Regions from separate parts of the Zea mays genome. Here region 2 is linked to region 1. The links are chromatin contacts, called in public Hi-C maps. All regions are on one chromosome and are shown on one strand. Each heading gives the region's core, a stretch centred on a gene start, on an enhancer-like site or on the middle of the called end of the contact. The rest is flanking DNA. Distances are from core to core; before and after follow the strand shown.

Region 1 (6,459 bases), core at 1,257-3,756:
GTTTGACGTTGAATGATCCGCTATCCGGTTGCATGCGGGGCGTGTTACTTCTGGCGGAGCGTGTCATCCTCCCGATAGTACCTGCTTCTCCTGAACTTCGGCCCAATAACACAACTTGGTGAACAACTTATCGAGGGTATGTTTAATTAAGCGGCCTATGGAACATGTCCATGTGACGATTACCCATGGGATATCTATCTATCTCCTACAGTTATGACCCCTACTATAGAGTAGGCAAGCGCTGCCGTTGGTGGTAATTTTCTATGAAACATCACTATCGGTTCAGTTTTGATTAGTTTTATATGTGCATCAAATTGTACCTAGATTTCTTTTTTTAATATTTATATAGCATAATAAGATTGTGGAGTACACTGTTTAAAAAGTAAAAGAGATGACACGAGAGATAGGATGGGTGGAAGTAGACAAGCAGTTCGCGTCTGCAGTAACCTTCTATGAACGTAAAACTCTCATACCACTAGATGCTAATCTAATGCACACGGAAATATTGGACTACTTCGAGCAAGAAGTTGTATAGATATACAGACAAGAGACGATGAGAGTTTTAAGTACTGCAGAGGAACTCATTACATGATGGATAAGCTGCCGAAATTTCGATACTTAATCGCAATTCATTTCGGTGTGAGGAGATACGAGCGTACAGTACAACACAAGCATGTACGTATGCATGTGCCCACGCGGGCACACGTACGCGCCGGATCGGACTCTCTCTGTGTCTCTGCAGACCCACGACGACGAACCTGACACACAACAATACCATACCATACATACATTACAGGCTGCTCTCGATCAAGCAGCTTGCCGGCCCAACGCATCATCATCAGACGTCGCGGTCGCGGGCGCACTCGGGCGGCACGGCGGCGCCGTAGCGGTCGCGATCGGTGCAGTAGTTGTAGATGGTGTAGCGGCGCCTGACCTCGGCCAGGCGGCGGTACTGCGCGGCGTCGAGGTCCCTGAACTCCGGCTGGTCCCACCAGCGCGCGCCCTGGGTGGCGCAGAAGCGCGCCTCCGCGGAGGCCTCGCAGCCGTCGACGTGGAAGCCGCGGTAGGAGGCGACGAAGGGCGCGTTGGACCAGTCCGTCTTCTCGCGCCCGCCGCGGGTCGCCCAGTCGTCGGCGTTCCACAGGCTGGAGTAGAGCTTCATCGGCTGGCTGAACGGGTACCGCACGCCCAGGTCGGCGCTCGTGTTCTTGAACACCCGGATCGGCACGTCGTCCACGAAGAACCTGGCGGAGCGGCGGGGAGATAGATCCTCAGATTAGTTAGTGCCGTTGCCGTGGGCTGGAGTGGAGGCCGGAATTAAAGTGTAGTGTAGGATACGCGCGCGATGGTGCTGCACGGTGTACGAGGAGGAAGAGATTATTGGGCGGGCCCTCCCGTGGCCGGCCATGGTGGTGGTGTGCAGGGTTCAGACAAGCGTGTACGTAGTGTACTGTGCAGGGGCAGGCGGCAGGGCATAGGCTGGCTCTGCTGCACATGGACATGGAGGCACGCGCTGTCTGCCTTTACGACTGCATGCATGGATTCATTCAAACCATCGTCCCACTTTTTCAGTACTGGACTGTAGTGCCGCTGCCGTTGTACCCTCCCCGGCGCCGGTGAGCAGAGCAGTGAGCTTTTACCGCGGTAAATTTTAGGGAATCCTACCTGGTTCATGTGAGGTTCCAGAGGACGGAGCAGCGGGGGGATTGCATTGCATTGCAGATGCAGAGTGATGATGTGTGTGTGACGGACGCAAAAGCAATGCGATGGATATATGATGCGGGTGCTTACGCGATCATGTAGAGGTTCCAGAGGACGGAGTAGGAGTGGTACTCCTTGGTGGGGTCGAACCAGAGGTAGATCCGCTGCTCGCGGTCGCCCTTGCCGCCGGTGAACACGTTGGTCTGCAGGATGTAGGGCTGCCCCGTCCGGTTGCCCAGGAACTCGAAGTCGATCTCGTCGTGCTCCGAGTTCTGCGACGACAGCTGCAGATAGAGCGAGCCGGCCGGCCACCAGTCAGATACGTTGTTACATACAAGCCGGCAAGAGCGAGGTGGTAGAGATAGGAGGCAGGAGAGGAGCTCGTATGTAACGTACGTAGAAGGCCGTGACGGTGCCCGCGGAGTCGCCGCCGACGAGCTTCATGTGCATGCTGAAGTGGCCGAAGAGGTAGGAGCCCCGCGTCTGGAAGCCCGTGCCGGTGGACTTGTCCAGGTACAGCTGCACCTCCCGCCCGCCGTCGATGTAGTGGATGTGGTCCTGCGCCCACGTCGGCACGTAGTTCTTCTGGAACGGCACGTCCACGGGCTTCCGAGGCGCCGCCGCCGTCGCCCACTCCGCCAGCAGCGCCACCGCCATGGCGGCAACCTGCAGCCACCGCGCCGTCGCCATCTTCGTCTCCACTGGATAGCTAGTGCTAGTGCCGGACCAAGGGTGGTGTGGTGTGGCTCCGCTGGATGCTTTGCTTGGGCCTGAGGCTCGAGGATTGCTTGAGTACTTTATTTATAGGGAAGGACGAAGGAGAGCTGGCAGGCTAGAGCGTGGATAACTGGAACTGTCCGGATTACTGTAATTATAATTTATAGAGATAAAAACACGGTAGAACTAATAGAAACCGGTACGAATTAAAGCCAAATAAATAGACTAACTAGCTAAAGCTATTAATTTAAGCATAGGGGTTAGTTACAGTGTATTGAAGGGCACTAACTAGCTACAGTGCGTGCTGATGGTGTTGCAGAGCTGGTGAGTGTGATCGATCGATGGCACAGCTAGATTATTAGCTGCGGTGCATCGTGCACCGTCACATGGATGCCGACGAGCCCGCGAGGCGCGATCTTGTCTTTTGCCCGCGTCAGGTCAGGTTGGCCCAGTGGAAGCGAAATCAAGTGCAGGGGAGGACGGCCTGATTGCTGGACGAATCACAACTTGCGACGCCATGCCGTCCCATCATGGAGCAATCCAGGTCAAAAAATATTATTATGTAAAGTTTATCGCTGATTATAGTAAATTCACTTGGATGTAGCTTATTAAGTTTAAATTATAACTTTTTATAGAAACTTTATGAGTTTTGAACTCTGTCATGTAGTGACAGTTTAATTATAAGACTTGTCGTATAATGAGGCGGAAGCGGATGTCAAAAGCTTAACTCATTCCTTACTAAGTTTGGCATCTATGTCATTGTTCTCATGCACATCAATAATCGGTGTTGTCGGTCACATACATTGTTTCATAGTTGAAGTTGGTTTGGCCCTTCCCTCTCATGCATATATCCGTGCCGCTTGAGTCTAGGCAATTAGGACGATGAAGCCTTTCTTGCTGCTCCATATTCGATTAATATCATTTCTAATAAACTAATCTAAAATTCTACTCCCTTAAAGCATCTATATAGGCGAAAACTAGATTACTCCTCATTGTGCACCTTAATTTAGGTGTACATGTTGGCCCAATCTTCGCCCTTATAATGCTCAGGAACTTAAATTTAGATCAAAGCAATGTGTTTTCTTATGTTATGGTGGTCTTCATAAAGGTTACGAGTGTCATACTAGACATGTTGATATATCTCGTGATGTTATCTTTGATGAAGAGATTTTCCCCCTTTTTCAAATTAAGTCTAAATATAAGTGCTCTCCTTCGCTTAGAAATCCAGCTTCTTAATCCTCCTTTCAAAAATTCATATGGATAAGCTTAGAAGTCCAAATATAAGCGCTCGCCTTCGCTTAGATCATTATATTGATTATTCACTTAAAATCATATACATGTAAATAAGGAAGAACTTCAAATGCAAAAAAATAGAGTTGCAACTATCGAGGAAGGAGCACTTGTCCAAAGTAGAAATTACATAGAACCCGAGGAGGATTTGATACCAAATATGTTGATACCACATACAAACCACCCGTGCACAATCTTCGGGACTCATGTTAGATACAAACAAATACCTCGACTATTTTAGGTCACTCAATCCCCTCCGATCATATTGCTTCCAAACAAGCCCTCAATGTGAGTACTAGAGCCGAATAGTCGAGGTACTCCCATCGGCTACAAATACTCCCTTCGTAAAGAATATAGTTCTTTCTACCTCTCTTTTTTTGTCCACATTCAAATAACTGATAATGAATGTAGACATACATACAAGCTACGTTTGTATGTTGGTTAATGAATGCATATCTTTAGCCTAAAACAAATTATATTTTGAGACGGAGGGAGTAGCTGATGATTTGATCAGAGTTCTCTTTGCTCGGCTGCTCTTTTTCGGTTGTGGTTATATCTCTAGCAATTGAGGAGATTTCTTGAAGTCGTAACAACAGCAGCATGAACAACAACGACGACGATGACGACGACAACAACAAGCTATAACAAGTGTCATCGATCACTGCATAAGAAAAAAATAAAAAACGAATAGGCTAGTCATAGACATAAATATAATTTAGCTACAATCTTAAATATTAGGCATTTAAAAATTATATAAACTACTCACTTCCTTCCAAAAATATGATTTATTTTAGGCTAAATATACATTCATTAATTAACTTGAATGTATTTTGTATGCACGTCTATATTCATTTGAATTTGGACATAAAAAGATGGCTAGAAATAATTATATTTTAAAACGAATGAAGTAGATTACCGCAATAAAAAGTAATAGCCAATTACTGAAACTCAAGTAAAAAAGATCGGCAATGGGAAGTACTACCAGTTTTTCATCTTAATCATCACGGGGTCGATCAGACGGTCTCGAGACTGTCAAGGCTCTCCGTTCCAGCGCCGTGTGATCCCTGGCAGGCTACTGGTTCTTGATTGATTGGCAATCGCCAAGAGACATGGGCACTGTGCATGGCTGGCATCAGACATGCATCAGATAGCTGTCAGGCGTCAATGGCGGTCACATGGGTGTGCGCAGGTACAGCAAGCACCATCGCAATCAGGAGCCGTCCGGGTCATCAGTCTCTCGCTCGATCGGGCCCCGAATCCGAATCTGCGAGCCCGGCGCCATGCACGCATTGCATGCTACCGACACACACGAGCACGCATTGCCGGGCTTGTGGTCGAGTTGATAGCATTGTGGCTGTGTCCATAGGAAATTTAGGATCGACTGATCGACCTAGCTAGAATTAAAGAAATCACGGGCCCAATGTTCCGCCGACCCAAGAGGGAGATTATAGGACACTATTTGATTGGCTGGATCAGGCTGGCCGACACGTACCAGCTGGATCTGATCACCATCAGATGTTAAATATGCGTCCATAAGGCAATCATGATATATATATAAGAGAATAACGAGTCTTTAGATAAAAACACGTTAGCAAGGATCCACATTAGCAACGATAAAAAAACACATGCTTGGTTTCACCCAAGTAAAGTTTATTAGTCCCTCATACCAAATGTTTAAATTATAATTGTTGGGGACTTGTTCTCAAATGCTATGAATCAAGAACAAGGCAACATAAAATGTTAAATGTTAATACCCTTCGTCCAACGAAGCATTATTCCCTTAAGGATTAATGAACTTTGGACGAAGGTTAAAGACAATATGATTACGAAGGTTAAATTTTCGTAATTAAATTCTAACAGATTGAATAAAGTAATATAAAATATGAAGCGTCAAGGGTGAATAAATTATAAACGAACAACATTACTTTTCTATTATATCTATTTAATATATTTAAACATTGAATACAGTAATACCTCTGCCTTGGCAAAAGGTTGGTTCCCAAATGGTGCGATCACTATTACAGGAATCCGTCCCCAGTAAAGGAATATTGTTCACTATTTATAGACACGGGACACAGCCTGTGAGGAATTACAATTACGCCCCTCATAAGGGATTACAACAACGACTCAAACATTTATGGACTAAAAGGTCATTCTACTTTTATGTCGGTTTGTAATTCCAAAGCTTCATGAAGAGAAACCTTCGGTCATCACATGCGGACAGCTTCAGCCGAAGCTGTTTCTTCCTACCAGACCTTCGACGACGAAGCATAGTCCCAACAGTAGCCCCTTCGCGGTGCTAGATCGTTTTTCGTAACGAGCTTGATCTGTGAAAAAAGTATCTTAGGCTTCGGGAAGCCGAAGGTCCAAAAAACACCTTCCCTGAGCTCGTTGTCGAGAAACGATTCAGTTTCCGAGCGCGTAGCGGTCCCACCTTGCAGAGTTACTATTTGGTCTCTGCGGTCCACCGCGCAGCGGGTGCAAGCAGTTGTTCGCCTGGTGTAAAAATCCTGCCGATTCACCTTCTTACCTGCATCACTATATAAACAGACGGGTATGTGTGAAGTTACCACAGCATTCATTGCTATTTGCACTGTTTTGCTGCCAAAATTTTTAACCATAGCTGAAGCTTGACTTTCGAAACCAAACGAAGCTCCAGCTTGAAGCCTACTTCGTCAGAAGAAGAAAAACTTCGGAAGAAAAGTATTTAATTCCCAAAAAATCCAGAATTAAATGGCTAGAGTGCGTTCT
Region 2 (6,459 bases), core at 1,073-3,572, 190 kb after region 1:
GGATTGATGGGAGGCATATATTCTTCCGTGCGTTCTAGTGCTTTCCCCAGTGTGTGGATGCCTTCAGGCATTGTCGTCCTATCTTTTCAATTGATGACATGTTTCTTCTTGGCAAGTACCAGGGCACGCTTCTAATTGCCATATCCGGTGATGCGAACAACAAGCTAGTTCCCCTGGCATTTGCTCTGGTTGAGAAAGAGAACAAAGATAGTTTGGGGTGGTTTTTGCGAATGGTCCGGATACATGTGGTTGGTCCAGGACAGGAAGTTGGTGTAATATCAGATCAGCACCAGGGAATACTCAATGCGGTCCGTGAGCAGATCGATGGGTACCCTCCTTTGCATCACCGCTGGTGTACTCGACACCTTGCTGAGAATCTTCTGCACAAGGATGGTGTGAAGGATAACTTTGAGCTTTTCCAGAAGACATGTCACCAGCTGGAAGACAAGTTCTTTAGGGAAAAGTTAGATAAGCTCAAAGTCGCAACAAATGTCGAAGGCAGAGATTGGTTGACTCGATTGATACCAGATTTGGAGAAGTGGACGAGAGCTCACGACTTAGGTGGATGGAGATATGAGTTCCAATGTAGTAACACGGCCGAGTCATTCAACAAATTATTGTTGGGCATACGTGGTATGCCGGTCACTGCTATAGTATCGTTTACCTTTTGCAACCACCTAATAACTAACTGCTAAATAACTATTAATTAATAACAAAGAACTAATTATACTTAAAATGACAAATTTAATACCTCGACTGCCGGGGGCGGGGCAGGGCGGCCTCGGTCGGGCAGGCCGGGTGCGGAGGCGGTGGGCCGGCGAATGGGCGGCGCGGGCCGACCGGGAGCGGGGCGGAGGGAGAGGCGGCGAAGGGGGAGGCGGTGGAGAGGCGGCCGGGCCGACCGGGTGCGGCGGGGGAGGCGCGGCGTGGGCGGAGATGACGAGGAAGAAGAGACTGAGAAAATTGCTGGACGCCGGTTTAAAGGGGGTCGGCGCCATAGATCTTGCCGCCGACCCCCTGACACGTGTCAACGTCGTTCAGGGGTCGACGCTCACCCCTAAACCTCTGCCACATCCGCCTGCCACGTAGGCATGTTTGGCGGCTTGGCGCCAATGTTAGTTGCGCCGCTTTGCGTTAGCTCGACGCCAATGATGATGACATCGAGGTTGGAGTCCATTTTTAAAAATGAAACTGCAAAGGACATATCTGTGCAAAAAAACACAAAAAATGGCTAAATTGTAAACAAAAAACGGGGATGTTTCCCGCTGGCTTGGCTCGCGCGCTTTGAGTTTCGATCTGACCAGATTCTCGGAACGCAACTAACCAAACAAACACTGGTTTACGGATGGATGGATGTAATTGCAGGTCCAGGGAAACCAACCAAACGACTGATTCTGCACACGTGTGGACGGTCCGTGTCGCTACGGCGAATAATCCGGACAATTTTGATACTCAACAAATGAGACATTATATTGTAAGAGAAAATTACGTGTGGACACAAACATGATCGTAATCGTTGGACTTTGCAAGGAGAGGAGGGTCTTATGTATAACGTATGTGGTTAAGCCGTCACCAACGTCAATGTTTACAGGGTATGAACGTAGACACTATTAAGGCCGGGTTTTTTTTTCCGTGGAAATCGCATTTTCCTTTCCGTGCCCAAATGCAGGCAGAGCCGTTAATCCATCGGAGGCAAGACAAAAGTCGGAGGTCTGGTTCCGTGTCCATACGCAGCAGAGACAGGGCAGCGGAGAGGTGAGCAGCAGCCAGCCAGCCAGCAGGCACGCGCTCACGTCGGACGCGGACACGTACGTTACTACTAGATACGCACCGCGCCGCATACGACACACCGCGTGCGTACAACGGCGGACCCTGTCGAGACGGAGGCCGGCCGGCGGGGCCCCAGCGCCCGAACCGGCCACGGGGGATATTGGGTTGGGCGAAGACGAGGCGAGGAGGATTTGGACTTTTGGAGGAAGCAGCAGCCGCAATGTTTTCCGCGTCAGCCGTCTCTTGACCCCGCGATTTTTCTCCCGTGCTCCGTCACCAAGAGCACACCACACCTCTGTTCCCAGTTTCCCACAACAACCTCGCCCCATTCCGTCCCGTCCCCACCACACTGCTCGGCGGCGGCGGCGCCAGCGCCAGCGACGACGACTAGTAAAACGTAACGCGCGCCCTGACCCAGTCCCGATACGGGCTATAAAGCTCACCGCCCCTCCGTCCCCTCCTCGCAAACGCAACGTCCGTCCCTGGGCCTCCCGTTCCCCGTTCCTCCTCCCTGACTCCCTCCCACGCTGCACCGGCCCCCCTCCGCACAAGCGTTTCGTTCGTTCCTTCGTAACCTCCGTATCAGCAGCTGACGCAAAGAGCTAGAGCTGCCGGTGTGCCGGTCGCCATGCATAACCCCAGGCCGGGCGGCGGGGACATCGTCGAGATGTCGTCGTCCGCCACCGCCGAGGGGCGGGTGATCCCGCACAGCGGCCCGCTGAGCAAGAAGTCGGGCGCCCGGAAGAGCGCGCGGTTCGCGGAGTCCGTGTCGGCGCCGCTGTCCGCGCCGCCGCCGCGCGCCTCCGCCAACAACAACAACAACAACGACGACGACGACTACGTGGAGATCACCCTCGACGTGCGCGACGACTCGGTGGCGGTGCACAGCGTCAAGCCCGCCCACGGCGGCGGCGCCGGCGCCGGCGCCGGCGCGGGCGGCGACGACCCGGACGTGACGCTGCTGGCGCGCACGCTCGAGAGCCGGCGCTCCTCGTCCTACGGCCACTCCGTCATCCGGAACGCCTCGTCGCGGATCAAGCAGGTGTCGCAGGAGCTCCGCCGCATCGCCTCCATCAACCGCCGCGGCGCCGCGGGGCCCCGGATCGACCGCTCCAAGTCCGCCGCCGCGCACGCGCTCAAGGGGCTCAAGTTCATCAGCAAGGCCGAGGGCGCCGCCGGATGGGAGGCCGTCGAGAGGCGCTTCGACAAGCTCGCCGAGAACGGCCTCCTCCACCGGTCCAAGTTCGGCCAGTGCATCGGTGAGTGAGTGCCTGAGTGGTCGGAGCCAGGAGAATTGGTCGAGCGAGCATCTTTCGATCGAGCGTTTCCATCGGCTTTTTGTCTTTGTCGCGTGTTGATTACGATATATGATGGGTATATGAACACCACTGTCTGTCTACAGGGATGAAGGAGCCGGAGTTCGCCGGCGAGCTGTTCGACGCGCTGTCGCGGCGCCGCAACATCTCCGGCGACAGCATCAGCAAGGCGGAGCTGCTCGAGTTCTGGGACCAAATCTCCGACACCAGCTTCGACGGCCGGCTGCAGACGTTCTTCGACATGTACGATTGATTCACTGCATGTTGCTGCTACTAGCCTTTCTCCACCACACACAGCAAGTAATAATACCATCGATCGGTTTGCCCCTGCAGGGTGGACAAGGACGCCGACGGAAGGATCACCGAGGAGGAGGTCAAAGAGGTAACTCCGTCAACAGCCTTTCTCCAGTTGGTTAAGCCGTCGCCGTCGCCGTCGCCGTGGCCCCAAGCTAGAACAGAAATCCAAATAACCAAATGCTTCTTCCTCTCCCGGCCGCAGATCATCACGCTGAGCGCGTCGGCGAACAAGCTTTCGAAGATCACGGATCAGGCGGAGGAGTACGCCCGGCTGATCATGGAGGAGCTGGACCCGGGCAACCTGGGCTACATCGAGCTGTACAACCTGGAGATGCTGCTCCTGCAGGCGCCGAGCCAGTCGGTGCGCATCGGCACGACCAACAGCCGGAACCTGAGCCAGATGCTGAGCCAGAGCCTCCGTCCGACGGCGGAGCCGAACCCTCTCCGGCGGTGGTACCGGCGCGCGCAGTACTTCCTGGAGGACAACTGGCGGCGCGTGTGGGTGATGCTTCTGTGGCTGTGCATCTGCGCGGGGCTGTTCGCCTGGAAGTTCATCCAGTACCGGCAGCGCTACGTGTTCCAGGTGATGGGGTACTGCGTGTGCGTGGCCAAGGGCGGCGCGGAGACGCTCAAGTTCAACATGGCGCTGATCCTGCTCCCGGTGTGCCGGAACACCATCACCTGGATCCGCAACCGCACCGCCGGCGTGGGGCGCGTGGTGCCCTTCGACGACAACCTCAACTTCCACAAGGTGGTGGCGGTGGGCATCGCGGTCGGGGCCGGGCTGCACATCATCTCCCACCTGACGTGCGACTTCCCGCGGCTGCTCCACGCCACGGACGCCGAGTACGCGCCGCTGGGGCAGTACTTCGGGGTGCCCCGCCCGCCCAACTACTGGTGGTTCGTGCGCGGCACGGAGGGGTGGACGGGGCTGGTGATGCTGGTGCTCATGGCCGTGGCGTTCACCCTGGCGACGCCGTGGTTCCGGCGGGGCCGCATCGCGCTGCCTGGCCCGCTGCGGCGGCTGACGGGGTTCAACGCGTTCTGGTACTCGCACCACTGCTTCGTGGTGGTGTACGCGCTGCTGATCGTGCACGGGCACTACCTGTACCTGACGCACAAGTGGTACAAGAAGTCGACGTGGATGTACCTGGCCGTGCCCATGGTGCTGTACGCGTGCGAGCGCCTCACCAGGGCGCTGCGCTCCAGCGTCAGGCCCGTCAGGATCCTCAAGGTGGCCGTGTACCCGGGCAACGTCCTCTCGCTCCACTTCTCCAAGCCGCAGGGCTTCCGCTACAAGAGCGGGCAGTACATCTTCGTCAACTGCGCCGCCGTGTCGCCGTTCCAGTGGTAATTAAGCAAGCATCGTCTTAATTTGTTGAGGTCCATGCTGCTGCTTTAGCTAGACTAGGACTAGCTAGTTTGCTGGGAGGAAGCAAGGCACAGATGCTTGCGCTAATGGCGCTGGATAGATGGATCAACGATGGGATGGCTAAGGTAGACTAGCTAATTTGTTGGTTGCAGGCACCCGTTCTCCATCACGTCGGCCCCGCAGGACGACTACGTGAGCGTCCACATCAGGACGCTGGGCGACTGGACCCGCGAGCTCAAGAACGTCTTCTCAAGGGTACGTACGCACGCGCTGATGACCGATTCGCTCGCAGATTAACGCGCGCGTGCTGATCTATTGGTGACCGATGCGCAGGTGTGCCGGCCGCCGACGGAGGGCAAGAGCGGGCTGCTCCGCGCCGAGTACGACCGCGACGGCAGCGCCGTGGCCAACCCGAGGTGAGAAATCTGTCCCTTGACCGATGGAATGCGCTGGCGTACGTCTCCATGACAAAAACGTGGCGGTGGCGTCGTAGTTGGGTGGGAGGTCGGAGCAAGAAGATGCCTATGCAGGCAGGCAGGGGTTCTTCTTCTTCTTCCGTGTGGTAGCATTTGTTGACCTTGACCCCTGTGCGGAATTTCTGCCACCAAATACTACTAGTACTTAGTGGCACGGTAGGTGGCTAGCTGACTTATTATTGCGTTCAGTTTGGCCGTTGGGCATGATGAGCTCGGCGAACCAACCACAACCAACGGCGGTGACCGCTGGCCGGTGATATTCCCGGCGGCGGATCGGAACACGAGCTGCGACTGTTGGTCCTGGTTTTTATCCGTGGGCCACGGCCGGCCATGCATGTCTGCACGACGACGGACAGACAGTGGCTGCGACTGTACGGGGGAAGCTATTGACCATTATTATTAGTTCGGACTAAATAACTAAACCACCTGTCGTGTGTCGTGTGCAGCTTCCCCAAGGTGCTGATCGACGGGCCGTACGGCGCGCCGGCGCAGGACTACAAGCAGTACGACATCGTGCTGCTGGTGGGGCTAGGCATCGGCGCCACGCCCATGATCTCCATCATCAAGGACATCATCAACAACATGAGGCAGCTGGACGGCGGCGGCGACCTGGAGGCCTCGGACGCGTCGGCGTCGTCGTCGTCGATGGCCTCGTTCCGCACCCGGCGTGCCTACTTCTACTGGGTGACCCGGGAGCAGGGGTCCTTCGAGTGGTTCCGCGGCGTGATGGACGAGGTGGCGGAGACGGACAGGAAGGGCGTCATCGAGCTGCACAACTACTGCACCAGCGTGTACGAGGAAGGGGACGCCCGGTCCGCGCTCATCGCCATGCTCCAGTCGCTCAACCACGCCAAGCACGGCGTCGACGTGGTGTCCGGCACCCGCGTCAAGACCCACTTCGCCAGGCCTAACTGGCGCAACGTCTACAAGCGCATCGCGCTCAACCACCAGAACCAGCGCGTCGGTGAGTTGTTGTTGTTGTTGTTCTTCTTCTTCTTCTTTGTTGTGCATTCCTCGACCGGTCGCCATTCTACTTCGGTCCATTCGTCGAACACGTGGCATGCATTACTACTTGCTTCTCTCATGACCCGGCGGTGAAAGAAGCTTTCTACCAAACCCGATATGCATGACAGGCCGGTGGTGGACAGGTGTGATGCGCGTGCGGGGAGTAGCAGTAGTAGTGCAATGCGGCTGGCCTAACTTTCGTTATAGAAGACAGACAGACACA

The links. Hi-C and Micro-C count contacts between places; a contact is called where the count stands out from the background.
Region 2: a contact with region 1 is called in a Hi-C map of ear, with 2.3 times the contacts expected there. The contact joins the promoter of LOC100136880 here to the promoter of LOC100282604 in region 1. A contact is called at or near these places in 4 of 25 Hi-C or Micro-C datasets (ear, leaf, root tip and 1 more).

What each region holds. Positions count from the first base shown.
Region 1 is chr4:197,696,666-197,703,124 of Zm-B73-REFERENCE-NAM-5.0, forward strand. LOC100282604 reads right to left here and starts at 2,507. Exons shown (of 3, transcript NM_001155512.2): 1 at 2,098-2,507; 2 at 1,792-1,985; 3 at 508-1,244. The coding sequence starts at 2,391. The coding sequence ends at 839.
Region 2 is chr4:197,887,105-197,893,563 of Zm-B73-REFERENCE-NAM-5.0, forward strand. It overlaps LOC100136880 (respiratory burst oxidase-like protein D), which reads left to right and starts at 2,323. Exons shown (of 8, transcript NM_001164287.1): 1 at 2,323-3,029; 2 at 3,173-3,329; 3 at 3,420-3,468; 4 at 3,586-4,733; 5 at 4,908-5,010; 6 at 5,089-5,171; 7 at 5,678-6,195. The coding sequence starts at 2,399.